3 separate regions of the Zea mays genome follow, and all the other regions are linked to region 2. A link is a contact called in public Hi-C data. All regions are on one chromosome and are shown on one strand. Each heading gives the region's core, a stretch centred on a gene start, on an enhancer-like site or on the middle of the called end of the contact. The rest is flanking DNA. Distances are from core to core; before and after follow the strand shown.

Evidence for each region. Hi-C and Micro-C count contacts between places; a contact is called where the count stands out from the background.
Region 1: a Hi-C map of leaf shows a contact between it and region 2, with 6 times the contacts expected there. The contact joins the promoter of LOC100276698 here to the promoter of LOC100217184 in region 2. A contact is called at or near these places in 7 of 25 Hi-C or Micro-C datasets (bundle sheath, ear, leaf and 1 more).
Region 3: a contact with region 2 is called in a Hi-C map of ear, with 2.7 times the contacts expected there. The contact joins the promoter of LOC542418 here to the promoter of LOC100217184 in region 2. A contact is called at or near these places in 2 of 25 Hi-C or Micro-C datasets (ear and leaf).

The regions. Positions count from the first base shown.
Region 1 is chr3:48,507,292-48,512,172 of Zm-B73-REFERENCE-NAM-5.0, reverse strand. LOC100276698 reads right to left here and starts at 1,286. Exons shown (of 1, transcript NM_001150425.2): 1 at 423-1,286. The coding sequence starts at 1,016. The coding sequence ends at 636.
Region 2 is chr3:48,366,041-48,370,445 of Zm-B73-REFERENCE-NAM-5.0, reverse strand. It overlaps LOC100217184 (Gamma carbonic anhydrase 1 mitochondrial), which reads right to left and starts at 2,484. Exons shown (of 4, transcript NM_001143544.1): 1 at 2,249-2,484. The coding sequence starts at 2,363.
Region 3 is chr3:48,156,904-48,161,162 of Zm-B73-REFERENCE-NAM-5.0, reverse strand. LOC542418 (beta-5 tubulin) reads left to right here and starts at 1,735. Exons shown (of 4, transcript NM_001111988.1): 1 at 1,735-1,776; 2 at 2,275-2,689; 3 at 3,379-3,648; 4 at 3,964-4,259. The coding sequence starts at 2,296.

The DNA.
Region 1 (4,881 bases), core at 37-2,536, 140 kb before region 2:
TGCCAATCTCCTTATAATATACATAGCTTGGATCTGTTTATTTTTCCTTCAATTAATCACCACTACGAGATCTTCAAGCCTTATTCTGTAGCAGAGTTCTCTTTTGGTTTGGGGGCAACTAAAATTTAGTCACTTTTAGTCCCTGAAGAAGCAAATATGATGACTAAAGTGGAATGACTAAAATTAAGTTATCTAGTCACTAAGGAGGTGACTAAAAGAGACTAAAGAAGTATTTTTATCTCACTTGTCCTCTTCTCTTTCTTAGTGCAGCAGACATCCACTAATTAATAGAGGTAAAGCAATTATTATTCACTTCAATTAATGTTTTTTAGTCAAGTTTAGTCACTGAAACCAAACGAGTTATTTTAGTGATTAAACTAAAGTTTAGTCAGATGACTAAAGGAATCAAACAGTTCTTAGTTGTTCATGTTCTAGGATAAACTGATCTGCCTAAATGATTGCTACTACGGACATTTCAGGCAACAAATACGTAACTGAAACAGTATAGCGAAAACACCGGCTATCTAAAATGATGAAGCACTACAAAACTTGAATCGCTCCTGATCAGATTCAGATGCACAACATACACCATGGGCAAAATCTGATGAAGCAGCAGAAAGCTGAAGGGACGTCTCCTACGCGTGCGTGTTGCAATCGTCGCAGTAGAAATCGTTGCGCTGGAGGAGGGACCTCGTCGGCCCGACCGCTGCACCCGCCTTGCCGCCGCTGCAAACGCAACCGCAACCGCAGCGGCGCCCACGACCCCCGAGGCTTGCGCGCGTGTCGTGCTCGTCGCTGCCCATTCTGCTCAGGCTCCGGCTCCGGATCCGGCCAAACCGATGAATGATTCTGATGCTTCCCCAGCACGAAGGGCGGGCCGCTCTGGAGGAGGACGACGAGAAGGATACCCTGTCCCTGATGTTGTTGGCATCCTTCCCCTCCGACGACGGGGAAGGGGCCGGTTGCGGCAGAGGAGGGTCGTCAGCGTTGGCGTCCCGGTTTACCTCCGTCGCCATTCCTATCCTCCCTCCTAGCGTGCATGCGCGCGCGAGAAGCAGGGACAGGATGGAGGCGGCCTTGGATGATGGATAGATCGGATCAGAACCACAGGGCACGCAAAGGTGTCAGCAAGGAGATGGAGGAGAGAGAGACGGGGGGCAGGGGAAGCCGGCACGGCCGCACGGGGCCTTGTGCTGCTGCGGAGAGGAATCGGTGCCGTTCCGGCGTTCCCATCCAATTCCAACCCAACCTCCTGTGCCTTCTTCCTCCCCACTCCGCCCATCCACGTATTGACAGTTGACTGATGGATATCGGGTTTAGAAATACCCACGGTTTATTTTCTCGCTATTTTTTTTTGTTTTCGCTACTAGCCGACAAATAGATTTCGTTCGGATTTTAAATAGATTTCGATTCAAAATATAAAATACAAAAAACAAATTTTGGCCAATAAAATGAAATTCGGATCATGGCAAATGTAATTGTCCGATTTTTTTGTATTTTGGCCCTTTCATGGGAAAAAAATCACGTTTGGATCCTAAAAAAAATTAATGTCATTTTTGTACCCTTTGCTCGGCGCTAGAGCCCATGGCACCGAGGTAACACAGGTCGGCGCCATGGTCTATGGCGCCGAGCGCTGATGTGGCGCTGGCGACCACGGCTGACGTGTTAGCCTGCGTGGGCACCTAGCTCAGCGCCATAGATCTTGGCGCCGAGCTAGGATTTAGCCGCACGGTCCGTTTCTTCACCGCGTTTATGTTCTCTGTTCCTTCACCGCGTTGTTCTGCCCGCGCCGCCTCTTCTCACCGCCGGCCCCGCAGCCGCGAGCCTCGCCGCCGCAGCCTCTGCCAGCCCCGCCGCCGCAGCGAGGTCCCCATCGCCACCGCGTCGTCCTCCGCGCCCCCCCCCCGCCGCCGGTCGCTCCTCCGCGCGGCCCGCCGCCCCTGTGACCTCCTCCGCGCCGCGAGTTCCGCCCGCCCCACCCCCTCGTGCTTGCTCTGCGAGCTCCTCGTCGCCGCGAGCCGTCCTCCACGAGCTCCCCGCCGCCCCTCGTCGATGCGTGTCGTCCTCCCCGAGCTCCCCGCCGCGAGTTCCCCGCCGCCGCGAGTTCCCCGCCGCCGCGAGTGGTAATTGTGCATCCCCACAAAGTTCATAGTTACATATAATTTATAGTTAATTCATAATTAATTCATAGTTAATTCATAATTGATTCATAGTTACAACGTAATTCATAGTTACATTTTTTACAAGAGAGTATTGTTTTAAAGATATATACACCAAACATATAGAGGAATAAGGCCGACGTGAGATTTTGACTGTTACATTGTTTATCATATGGTTAGCATTTGTTTATTATGTAGTTGTCGTGATGTTTTGTGTGTTGGCAACCATCACGTTGTCGTTTCTTTGCAGGTTTTAGAAACCTCACTTTATAGGGGAGGTGCTGCCGAATTTTTATTGACAGTAGTTTTTTTGTACATATGTGTCCTTCCGACTACCTTCGTCACCGTTAGCTTGACTCGTACGCGATCTCAGGTATACATTGTTTTCGTACATTATTCATAGATTATATAATTTCGTTTAATATGTACTATATAGTTAGTAGTTAATAACTAGTTATTATTTATTTATTACTTAGTAAGTATTTAGGCTTCAGTACCTTGGCATTATTGAGTTAGTAATCCATGTTTGCAATAGATGGACACCCTAGTGACACTATACCATGGAGGAAGCGTGGAGACAGATGTTTATGGGAATGCTAGTTTTTATGGTATGAAGAACGTGACCATGATGTTCAATGAAAGACCCTCTTTTGCCCAGATTTTCGCTCGAGCTTGTGAGGAGTTCAGGGTTTGTTGACCCATATTACATCTGGGATAGTTGTCCGACGGTTGATCTCCATTGCCTCAGAAGATGATTGGGTGAGATATGTCAGAATTGTGAAGACGATTGTTCCACCATGTTTGGATGTGGTTGTTCGAAAGTTATCTGTTAGTCATTGCGATGCTCCAGTCGGGTTGTCTCCACAAATGCCAAATGCATCTCGTATTGAAGCTCCTTTGCTAGAGCTTCCGGAAGAAGTGGTTGTTGTGCCGATGCTCAATCGAGCCCGAACGAGTATGAGATTTCTCGTCGTCTTCACGACGTATGTGGGGCTTCTAATCCGGTGGTAACCCCCCAGGAGATCCCATTGACCTAGGATCCAATTCAGGATCATCCTAGTAAGTGTCTTGAACACGTTGTTCGTATCCATCGTTATTTCGTTTGATTAGACTTTTTAATGTAGTATTTCCTCCTTCGACGCGATGCAGGATCTCCACTACTAGATAATGGTGCTTATCTTGATGTGCCTGTATCATACAATATGGAAAACATATGCAGGGCATCAAATAGTGTTGATGTTCAGATTGAGGATGAGGAGGAGCCATATGAGGCTGCACGGGCCTTAGATTTTGATGATGACCGTCCGGTTCAAGAAATGACCGAGCAAGAAATTGAACTCATAAGATGTTTGTGTCCCGAGCGTGACCCTGCAGTACATGAATTTAGCAGTCTAAGTCATTCCACCGGTGCATATGCAGAAGGACGTGATGATGAACTGCTAGAGGCTCCGAATAACGTCGATAGCATTGAGATTAAGGTAGGCTTACTTTTCAAGGACCTGCCTACACTGAGACGATGGCTTCTGGAGGAGATGAGGTATGATGACAGGTACACTCCTCTCCTATAGAGGGATGGCTTGGACGTCGTATCGTTCCAGGTTCGCCGTGGACTGCCCACTTTCAACCCAGCGGCGTTGACGGCTCTGGTCGACAGGTAAATACTTCTATATTTGTTTAACTTTTACAATAATCACATCTACTTTGCATACTAATGATTTTGTATTCATTTGTCTTCCAATAGGTGGCGGCCAGAGACTCACACTTTCCACCTTCCCTACGGTGAGATGACTGTGACGCTGGAAGATTGCCAGAAGATTCTTGGTCTCAGCATTATGGGTCGTCTAGTGACCGGTCAGGCAGCACCAGGTGGTTGGAGGCAGAGGGTGGAGGCCTTCCTTGGGAGACTGCTTCCTGATGACCTATGAGGTAGCCACAACACCGGAGTCCCACTCACCTGGCTTAGGTAGGCTTTTGGGGAGTGTCCACCTGGTGCAGACGAGCAGACGATTGGCTACCATTGTCGAGCTTGGATTCTCCACCTGTTTGGTTCAGTTCTTTTTCCAGACGTGACAGGCGACAACACATCATGGATGTTTCTGCCTTGCCTGACTGACTGGGATACAACAGGAGGTTACAGCTGGGCTTCTGCAGTGTTGGCCTTCCTCTACAGGCAACTTTGCGAGGCTTGTCGTCGTTCGTCGAGGACCGCTAGCTTAGGTGGGTGTGTCTACCTGTGGATGTGGGCACACATACCCGTCAGTCAACCCAGAGAGTTTGCTCCTCGTCAGTGGTTCGTGGTAGCCGGACATCGGCTTAAGCCCACGACTGCCTACCACTGGGACTAGGTCGAGGAGCCATTCGCACGACACCAGCGTGCATACGTGGAGTACTCAAACGAGCTCGACGCACTTACTCCTTCGATGGTGAGTTGTCTACTTTTATCTTTTTTTCTTAAGAGGTTGGTAAAATGACTATAAACTTATATGTGAATTCTAATACTTTTCCAGGTGACCTGGCAACCGTATCTTGATCCATATTTCGCCAGCATACAGTTGAGCAGTGTGTGCTCAATAGACGAGAACATCTACCTAATGAGGTGTCCCCTCATTTGTTTTTATGCTGTTGAGTACCACTTGCCCCACAGAGTTGCTCGACAGTTCGGATTGCGACAGGAGGTTCCGGTGGAGCCCTTCTCGACTTCAATAGAACTTCATAAGTGAGT
Region 2 (4,405 bases), core at 1,235-3,734:
CATCATATGGCAGATGACAGGATTTTCTTCACATGATCCAGTATTCCAGTTTGGGCCATGGGAACCAAATTTATCTGAGTGACTTAGTGGTTGCAAAAATTCAAAACCAAAAAGATATATAACATATTATACTGCGCACAAGCATTCTCCAGATTTTCTCCAATGTAAGTGTCACCGGGCCTAATATGCCCCCTGGCTGAGCCCAGCAAAACCCGAAGAAGGGCCCTGGTCGGCCAAAATGCCCTGTTAGGGCCAAAACTGGAGAGGTGACTTTTAGATGGAAAATTAGAATAAAGATTGTATAGGAAATAGGATTAGTTTATTAGGAAAGAGAAGTTTAAATCTAATTGGACTCTAGTTTGCTTGGGATACAAGTCCTCTAGGGACTATAAATATAGGTGTGATGCACCCATTTCAGTCTAAGAAGAAACAGAGTGAAAGCTCCTCCCTCCCTCTGCGCCTCTCTCTCTCTCTCCCTCTCCTGCCGCCACCGCCCTCTCCCCTCCCTGCACCAACGCCCTAGTCACCGTCGCTAAGCCTACCACGCCGCCGCTCTAGCCCTAGCCATCGGCCTCCACCACGTCAGCAGCATCCTTTACAGCCCGCCCTCACGGGCAGGATTGTGACAGTAAGACACGTGATAGAATAGTTAAAGGCAGATATATCAATTGCAAACCCATTAAATCATGGGATTCCTCTTTCCACAGAGTTCTTGCTGCATGCTTTCATTATAGGTAGCATAACCATGTTATCAACATTCAATATACATTAAAACTATATATTGCAATACATAGTTAGGCATACTTGCAATATTTTTTAGCATATATGATTCTTAGCCAGCCGCCCAGCCCAATGCACCACATATTTGCAGCATGAAGCACCCTGTGAGAGTAGCTAGTTCCAAGATAAGTAGAGGACAAAATTATGCCATGGGAAACAGTTCTTGTACTTTCAGTTTCCTCAATAAGCCCCCCCCCCCCCCAAAATGGTAGTTATTACTTATTATATTAGAGCCAGAATTGTCCATGAACGGGTAACTGTCCTAGTCTCCTAGCTCATTGGTACACCGGTTGGACCATCTTCATACAAAAATGACATTTAGAAAAAGGGGGTAAAATGTATGACTTTAAATTTTTTGTGGATGAATTTCCTACGAAGGAAATAAGACAACCATGCTCCATGGTTACTGGGGTGAGAATGTGCATCGTTCTGCCCCTAACATCCTAGATTCAAATCATAGGTTCTACAACAAGAGTTATAGCTGAAGAGAGGTTCCAAGGGTCCAGCTAGATGGCAGACTGCTCAAAATCATCTGGTTTAACAATGTATTTTCCTGTGCAAAGAAGCTAACATGCACATACAAGATTAGGTAGAAAAATAAGAAGAAAACAGAAAACTAACAGAACCTAAAAAGGTTTAATTCCACTTGAATGATTCCCAAAAGAATAAGTTTGAGATGAGTATTCTTGAAAATCTATTATTGAAGTCCCAGCAACTCATGAAATAAACATTCCCATGCTGCCACTGAACCAGATCTACATCTACTTACGTAGAAACAGGTCTAAATGGAGACAATCAGGTCAATTCGCATTCTCTGACACAGAAAGACTTTGACAAGACCTGATAAAACCCCATAGTCCATAGAGGGAGTAATAGTACTATATTCACATTTTGGAGAGAGACTTTCTGTCCAGTTTCAAACTTGTCTGGTATACACAAACAAGGGATAGTACTATAGATACTCAACTTAATATCATCACTGAAATGATCAACAAAGCAATTTGACATCCTGCGTACTTCTAGGCCTACAAATTTCACACCACCTTACAAAACCCAATGCTACCAAAGAATGATCCACAATTCGTAAAGGTATCGTTGGCATACTCAATCATCAATCTTATCAATTCTTTTACACTTAATACCATCAGCCTCAGTGCAACACCAGTGAAAAAATGAACAAAAGAGCAGGTCCATTTCAGCTCAAATCAGTGCGCAATAAGCTAACAACACAAAACTGTAGACAATACTCGAGTGAACCAGGCTACCCTTCTTGAATAGGGGACTTACGGGCCGGACGCATAAACATAACATTTCCCTAACCGCTACTAACCCTACCCAGCAATCCCCATTCGCTCAATCCTTTCGGCCGCTCGAATCCCCTCTACGCCCGCAGTGCTCCGCTAATCGATGGACACGGGAGGGTGATTTTAGAGGAGGACAGGGTGTGCCGGAGCGCGGCGTTACTTACTCTGCTCGTGGAAGAAGTACTTGCCCTGCAGGCGGCAGCCCAGGCGGTCGAGGGCCTGGCCAGTCTCCCGGATCCAGAACCCCACCGCGTACATCGCCTTTCCCAGACCCGCCATCTCCCCGGACGGCGGCGGAGGCGGCCAAAATCGCGAATGCGCTCGTACCCTGGAGATCTCAAGGAGAGGAGACGAGGCGAGGTAAGGGAAGGAGAGGGACGGAGGCTGGGCACTGGACCTGGTGTGCTGGGGTTCGCTCGGTGGTAGAAGAACTTTACCCTTTTGCCCCCTCTGCAGAAAGTGAATTCAGAAATGTGTGACGTTGAAAAAAAACCACGAACCCCCTACATTAGGTTTTTTTGTTTTCCCCGAAATATCAAAACTTAAAAAAAAACCTTGTTCGGTAGCATGGGATGTAAAATAAAAAAATCATACTATGGATTACATTATTTATATAATAAAGTTTAAAATAGAAAATTTGTACTATAGATTATATTATTTATATACTAATCTCTTTCTATTCATTTTGACCAGTCATTTTGTTAGACAAGGGAGGGAAAGACCGTCATCCCGATTATTAAGAAAGACCGGAACATGATCCGGACCGAGAAAATCCCTGAACCCTGATCCCCATCGCTAGCGGGTTGTCACCGCCCACTCTACAACGGCCCAGCCGAAAGGTGGCGCGCAGAGACGTAAACCGAAAGCGAGTGATGCACAATGAGGAGATTTTTAAACCAAGTCAAAAAATCGTCCCCGAGGGTGATCGAAATCGAGACCTGGAGGTGCTACTCGGAAGTTTTAACCATTACGCTAGAGGTCCTTTCGCTTCAATCCACTTGTAACTAAACAAGGAGATGTTTAGATCCTCTAGATTAAGGGTTCTAAATCTCTAAAACTAAGAGTTAGCAGCTAAAATTAGCTAAAAGATTTAGAACGGTACAACAAATAAACTAGCTTGTCTATACCTATCGAATAGTTATTAGTTGTTAATTGTTCAAACCCGGCTAACAACTTATTAGTTGACTAACAATTAGCTCTAGAGGTTTAGAACAGAGCCTAAAGTTTAGTACAGGTTTTTGATGCCATTAGGAAGGATAAACATGCACTACATTATAGAACTAATTGTATAAGTCATGGCTAATTCGCGAGACAAATCTATTGAGTCTAATTAATCTATGATTAGTGCATTTTACCGTAGCAAAATATGGTCAAATCATGGATTAGTTAAACTCAATATATTTGTTTCGCAAATTAGTCATGACTTATTGTTGAGGGCGAATACCACAGGTATGACGTGGCACGGAATCAACGAGAGGCGACGAGTGTTCAAACGATTGAATATTGTATATACTCCACAAGGCCGACCATGCCTCGTCTGAACCTAGCCTCAGGCACCAACAACAAATGTTCCTTCGTCCACCCAACTCCCGACCCCACGTGGGTCTAGGAGACGAGCGCCTCCGTCTCACGGTTCCATCTCGTCCAACCCCTGTGAAAGTCGCTTAGAGGGGGGGTGAATAGGCAAATCTGAATTTTATAAACTTAAACACACACTACAAGCCGGGGTTAGCGTTAGAAATATAAACGAGTCCAAAGGAGAGGGTGAAAACAAATCACAAGCAAATGAAAGCGGATGACACGATGATTTGTTTTACCGAGGTTCGGTTCTTGCAAACCTACTCTCCGTTGAGGTGGTCACAAAGACCGAGTCTCTTTCAACCCTTTCCCTCTCTCAAACGGTCACCTAGACCGAGTGAGCCTTTCTCTTCAATCAAATGGGACACTAAGTCCACTACAAGGACCACCACAACTTGGTGTCTCTTGTTTTGATTACAAGTGAGTTGAACACAAGAAAGAAGGAAGAAGAAAAGCAATCCAAGCGCAAGAACTCAAATGAACACAATTGTCTCTCTCGCTAGTCACTATTTAATTGGAATGATCTTTGGACTTGGGAGAGGATTTGATCTCTTTGTTTGTGTCTTGGAATGAAGTCTAGAGCTCTTGTATGAGGTTTGATGGTTGAAAACTTGGATGCATTGAAGTGTGGTGGTTGGGGGTATTTATAGCCCCAACCACCAAGTTGACTATTGGTGGAGGCTGCTGTCGTATGGTGCACCGGACAGTCCGGTGCGCCATCGGACACTGTCTGGTATGCCAGC
Region 3 (4,259 bases), core at 486-2,985, 210 kb after region 2:
ATTCCTAATCGGGATGTCCCTTGTTCTTGAGGGTTTCACGTTATGACTAGGGCGAGGGTACGAAACATGTTTTTTTAAAACTGCGAGAAAAAACAACACAGAGGAGGGGCTCCCCCTACTAGCCCCCGAGGGAGTCTTGTATTGAAAGCAAGGCCAATCCTCCCTTGAAAGCTATACTTTACTAATCATGAGAATAGTACAATTCAGCCATATGCCTAAGGATATAAGCGATATAGCTGTTCTATTTTCTATGCATTGCTGTAGACTTTTCCTTCCTCGTTGCAGAGCTTGCACGTCCCTGGCTTTAGCATCTTGGCGATGATGAAGGGTCCTTTCAGGGAGGAGTGAGCTTGTTACGCCCTCGGTTGTCTTGTCGTAACCGAAGTACCAAATCACACTTTTTGAGGGATTATATACGTCACCGTTCTCTAAATTTAGTATACATATACGTATATAGAGTGTTGTTGGAAACGCTCTTATAACCTAACTCTATTTCCGAAGCTAGCGGGATTGACCGCTGGCCTGATGTACGCGGGAAAAAGAATTGCCATGTACTGATGTACACAGAACGAGACAGCCCATACTCCCACGTAGGGATGGCAACGAGTCGGGTTCGGATCGGGTATGGTAAATACCCGCCCGCGACAATACCCGTGGGCATTACTTATACCCGCCCGTGACTATACCCGCGGGTAGGATTTTGTACCCGTGCCCGTACCTATCGGGTATCGGGCGGGTATCGGATACCCGCGGGTATAATTACACTTTACACAAAAAATCAAACTGCTACATAGGGACACATAACTCTTTGTTGACACTCATATATAGCTACATAAAATCACATTTGACATAGCGTTTAGACTTTACACTAATATATCATATACAAATAAATCAAACTACTACACATGTGTTGTGAGCTGGCTGTCCTTGCGACTGTTGCCGTCTGGCTGGGTGTCATCTGGCTGTTGCCTGCTGCCGTGCGGGCGTGCTCGTGCTCCTGACCGTGCGGACCAGCAAGTGCGAAATGGACCCAAGGCGACTGGGTGAGTCAGCGGCTCCAGGCTCAGTGAGACCGTTCGAGGTTGGCGGCAGTGGGTGCCTGGGCAGGTCACAGGTCGAGGGACTGAGGTGTGGCTGATCCGCCGATGGCCTGCCCTAGGTTAGAGACGGAGTGCGGCTGGCCGACTGTGCCTATGCGGGCTAGGCTAGTTGAAGTTGGGCCTACAGTTGGGCTATAATTGGCTCATATTTACATATTTTCGGATATCCACGGAGGACCCGCGGGTAAAGTACAGTATCCGAACCCGACCCGATGTTACCTCGGGTCGGGTACAGGTAAGACCCGCGGGTGAAATATTGTACCCGAAACCGAACCTGACGGGTCGGATATCCAGCGGATATCCGAACCCGCGGGTAAAATTGCCATCCCTACTCCCACGCCGGCAAACCAGAAGCAAACAAACGTCGAGACGCGCCCGGGCAACACCGTCATTTTCCTGGCCGGGAAGCGGACACCCGAAAAATTTCAAAATCCAAGTGCCCAACGGGCCGTTTTCGAACCGGACGCTGCCGGCCGTCTGATGGGAACGATCGGATGACCCCGGCGGCCGACGGTGCTTTGGAGGGAACGCGACTGGGCCGCCCGATCCGGTGCCCTAGCCCCCCCGCGCCCACTATAAAATCCGCCCCCTTTCTGGGCACTCGCTCATTTCATTTACCACACCACCTTCCTCTCCTCGCTCTCCCTATTCTGGACGGCCGACTCGCTTCTGTGAGGTAAAAATGCGGCGTGGAATCCTTGTTGCTTGCGTCTAATTCGGATTATGTTTAGTGTCCGCGTGGGGGATTTATGTCTGGTGGTAGCTGATTTCGTTTTTTAGGTTCCGTTTTGTTAGGTTTGAATTTTGGGGCTAGGTTTGCGTCGATGTATTCGCCGGTGGTGTTAGGTTTTGTTGGGTGTTGCGGTTTGCTTAGATCTGCACCACTCCAAATTTAGGTTCGGCGTTTGATTGTCAAATCATGAATCCTGTTGCCATTTCGGGATCCTAGAAGTTCTCGGTTCCTATTTCGGGATTTGGGTGTTTTGGTTTTGTTCGTAGAATTTCAGGTAGATCTCAAGCTGTTCCTCATTTCCCTGTTTTTCCCGGATTTGATTGGTTTCTGTGCTGGTGCTTGTTATTCCTCCATGGATCTGGTTCTCCACTCCTGTTTGGGAGCAATGTCCCCATCATTTTCTCGCTTCTAACCACCCTTCAGCTCCCCTCCCACCTGCAGCTACCGGCCTTAGATCCAGCCATGAGGGAGATTCTCCACATCCAGGGCGGCCAGTGCGGTAACCAGATCGGTTCCAAGTTCTGGGAGGTCGTCTGCGACGAGCATGGTATCGATCCCACCGGACGCTATGTCGGCACCTCCGACCTCCAGCTCGAGCGCGTCAATGTCTACTACAACGAGGCCTCATGCGGCCGCTTCGTGCCGCGCGCTGTGCTCATGGACCTCGAGCCTGGCACCATGGACAGCGTCCGCACCGGACCGTACGGCCAGATCTTCCGCCCCGACAACTTTGTCTTCGGACAGTCTGGCGCGGGGAACAACTGGGCCAAGGGCCACTACACAGAGGGCGCAGAGCTCATTGACTCCGTGCTTGACGTTGTCAGAAAGGAGGCTGAGAACTGCGACTGCCTCCAAGGTTCATTTCGTTTTTATCATACTGAAATGCTTGCTGTTGTTTGCCTTTTGACCTGAAAGTGTACTGTTAATTATGCTTATGTGATTGCTCTGATGTGTGTTAGATGTGATGAGAGCACTCAACTTTATGCTGTTATTACTCTTGGAAGGCACGATTATTTAGCCACAAGCATGCTTGCTTTCTATTCTACTTCTAATTGGTGGTCACTTGGTTGTTGGCCAGTATTTGCATCTGATAAGCCTTTGTATTCTATATTGTTGAATATAATTGCCCATTTATCCCTTGTCCTACGGTACTTGTAGGATTCATCATTTTAGGCCACCAGATTGTTATTTTTACTGTTAACTGCAGTCACATGGCACATGAGTTTCTTCACCAATATTGATTTGTATTAGTTTTAACTACAAATGAACTGCATCGACAAGGATTAGGTTTTCTACACATATTGTTTATAGTCTGACCCTGTTTGATTGATTTCATATATGAAAGACTTCAAAAGTGTCATGAGGGATATGTGATTGACACCCGCAATAGGTATTTTCTTATGTGATATTGGACCACACATTGCCCTTCTCTTTTGTGAGAGAACAAATTTAGGTTGTCTCTATTTGGTTTGTGCACAGGTTTACTATGATGGTAACATTCAGGTGTCCTTAGTCTCACTATTTTTCTTAACTTGCTGTAATCAGGCTTCCAAGTCTGCCATTCCCTTGGAGGAGGCACTGGATCTGGAATGGGCACGCTTCTCATTTCAAAGATCAGAGAGGAGTACCCTGATCGGATGATGCTGACATTTTCTGTCTTTCCCTCGCCCAAGGTGTCAGACACTGTTGTTGAGCCATACAATGCAACCCTGTCTGTCCATCAGTTGGTTGAGAACGCTGATGAATGCATGGTTCTTGACAACGAAGCACTTTATGACATTTGCTTCCGAACTCTGAAGCTGACGACCCCTAGCTGTAAGTTGATTTAAGCTCAAGTTTAATTTTCCTGTTTTCAAAATGTGTTATTTGCGATATGCATTGTCACAAGATTTATATTCCTATGATGGCTTTGCCACAATATATTTTTGCCCAATAATTTCATTGAGCTTTTATTTATTCGTATTGTTAGCAGATTAGATATACATGGCTGCCGAAATAAATAAAAAAACAAGCTGTCATTTGATCTGTACCAGATTTCAATCAATGATTTTGCTTATTGTTTATAGAAACCATGTTGTCATTTAGTATTTTGAAATTCTTGAATACTTCTGACATTTTGTTTCTGAACAGTTGGAGACTTGAACCACTTGATCAGTGCAACGATGAGTGGTGTCACTTGCTGCCTCCGCTTCCCAGGACAGCTTAACTCTGACCTGCGCAAGCTTGCAGTCAACCTGATCCCGTTCCCTCGGCTCCACTTCTTCATGGTTGGCTTTGCGCCACTCACCTCGCGTGGCTCGCAGCAGTACCGTGCGCTCACTGTCCCTGAGCTAACCCAGCAGATGTGGGATGCCAAGAACATGATGTGTGCTGCTGACCCACGCCATGGTCGTTATCTCACAGCCTCTGCCATGTTCCGTGGCAAG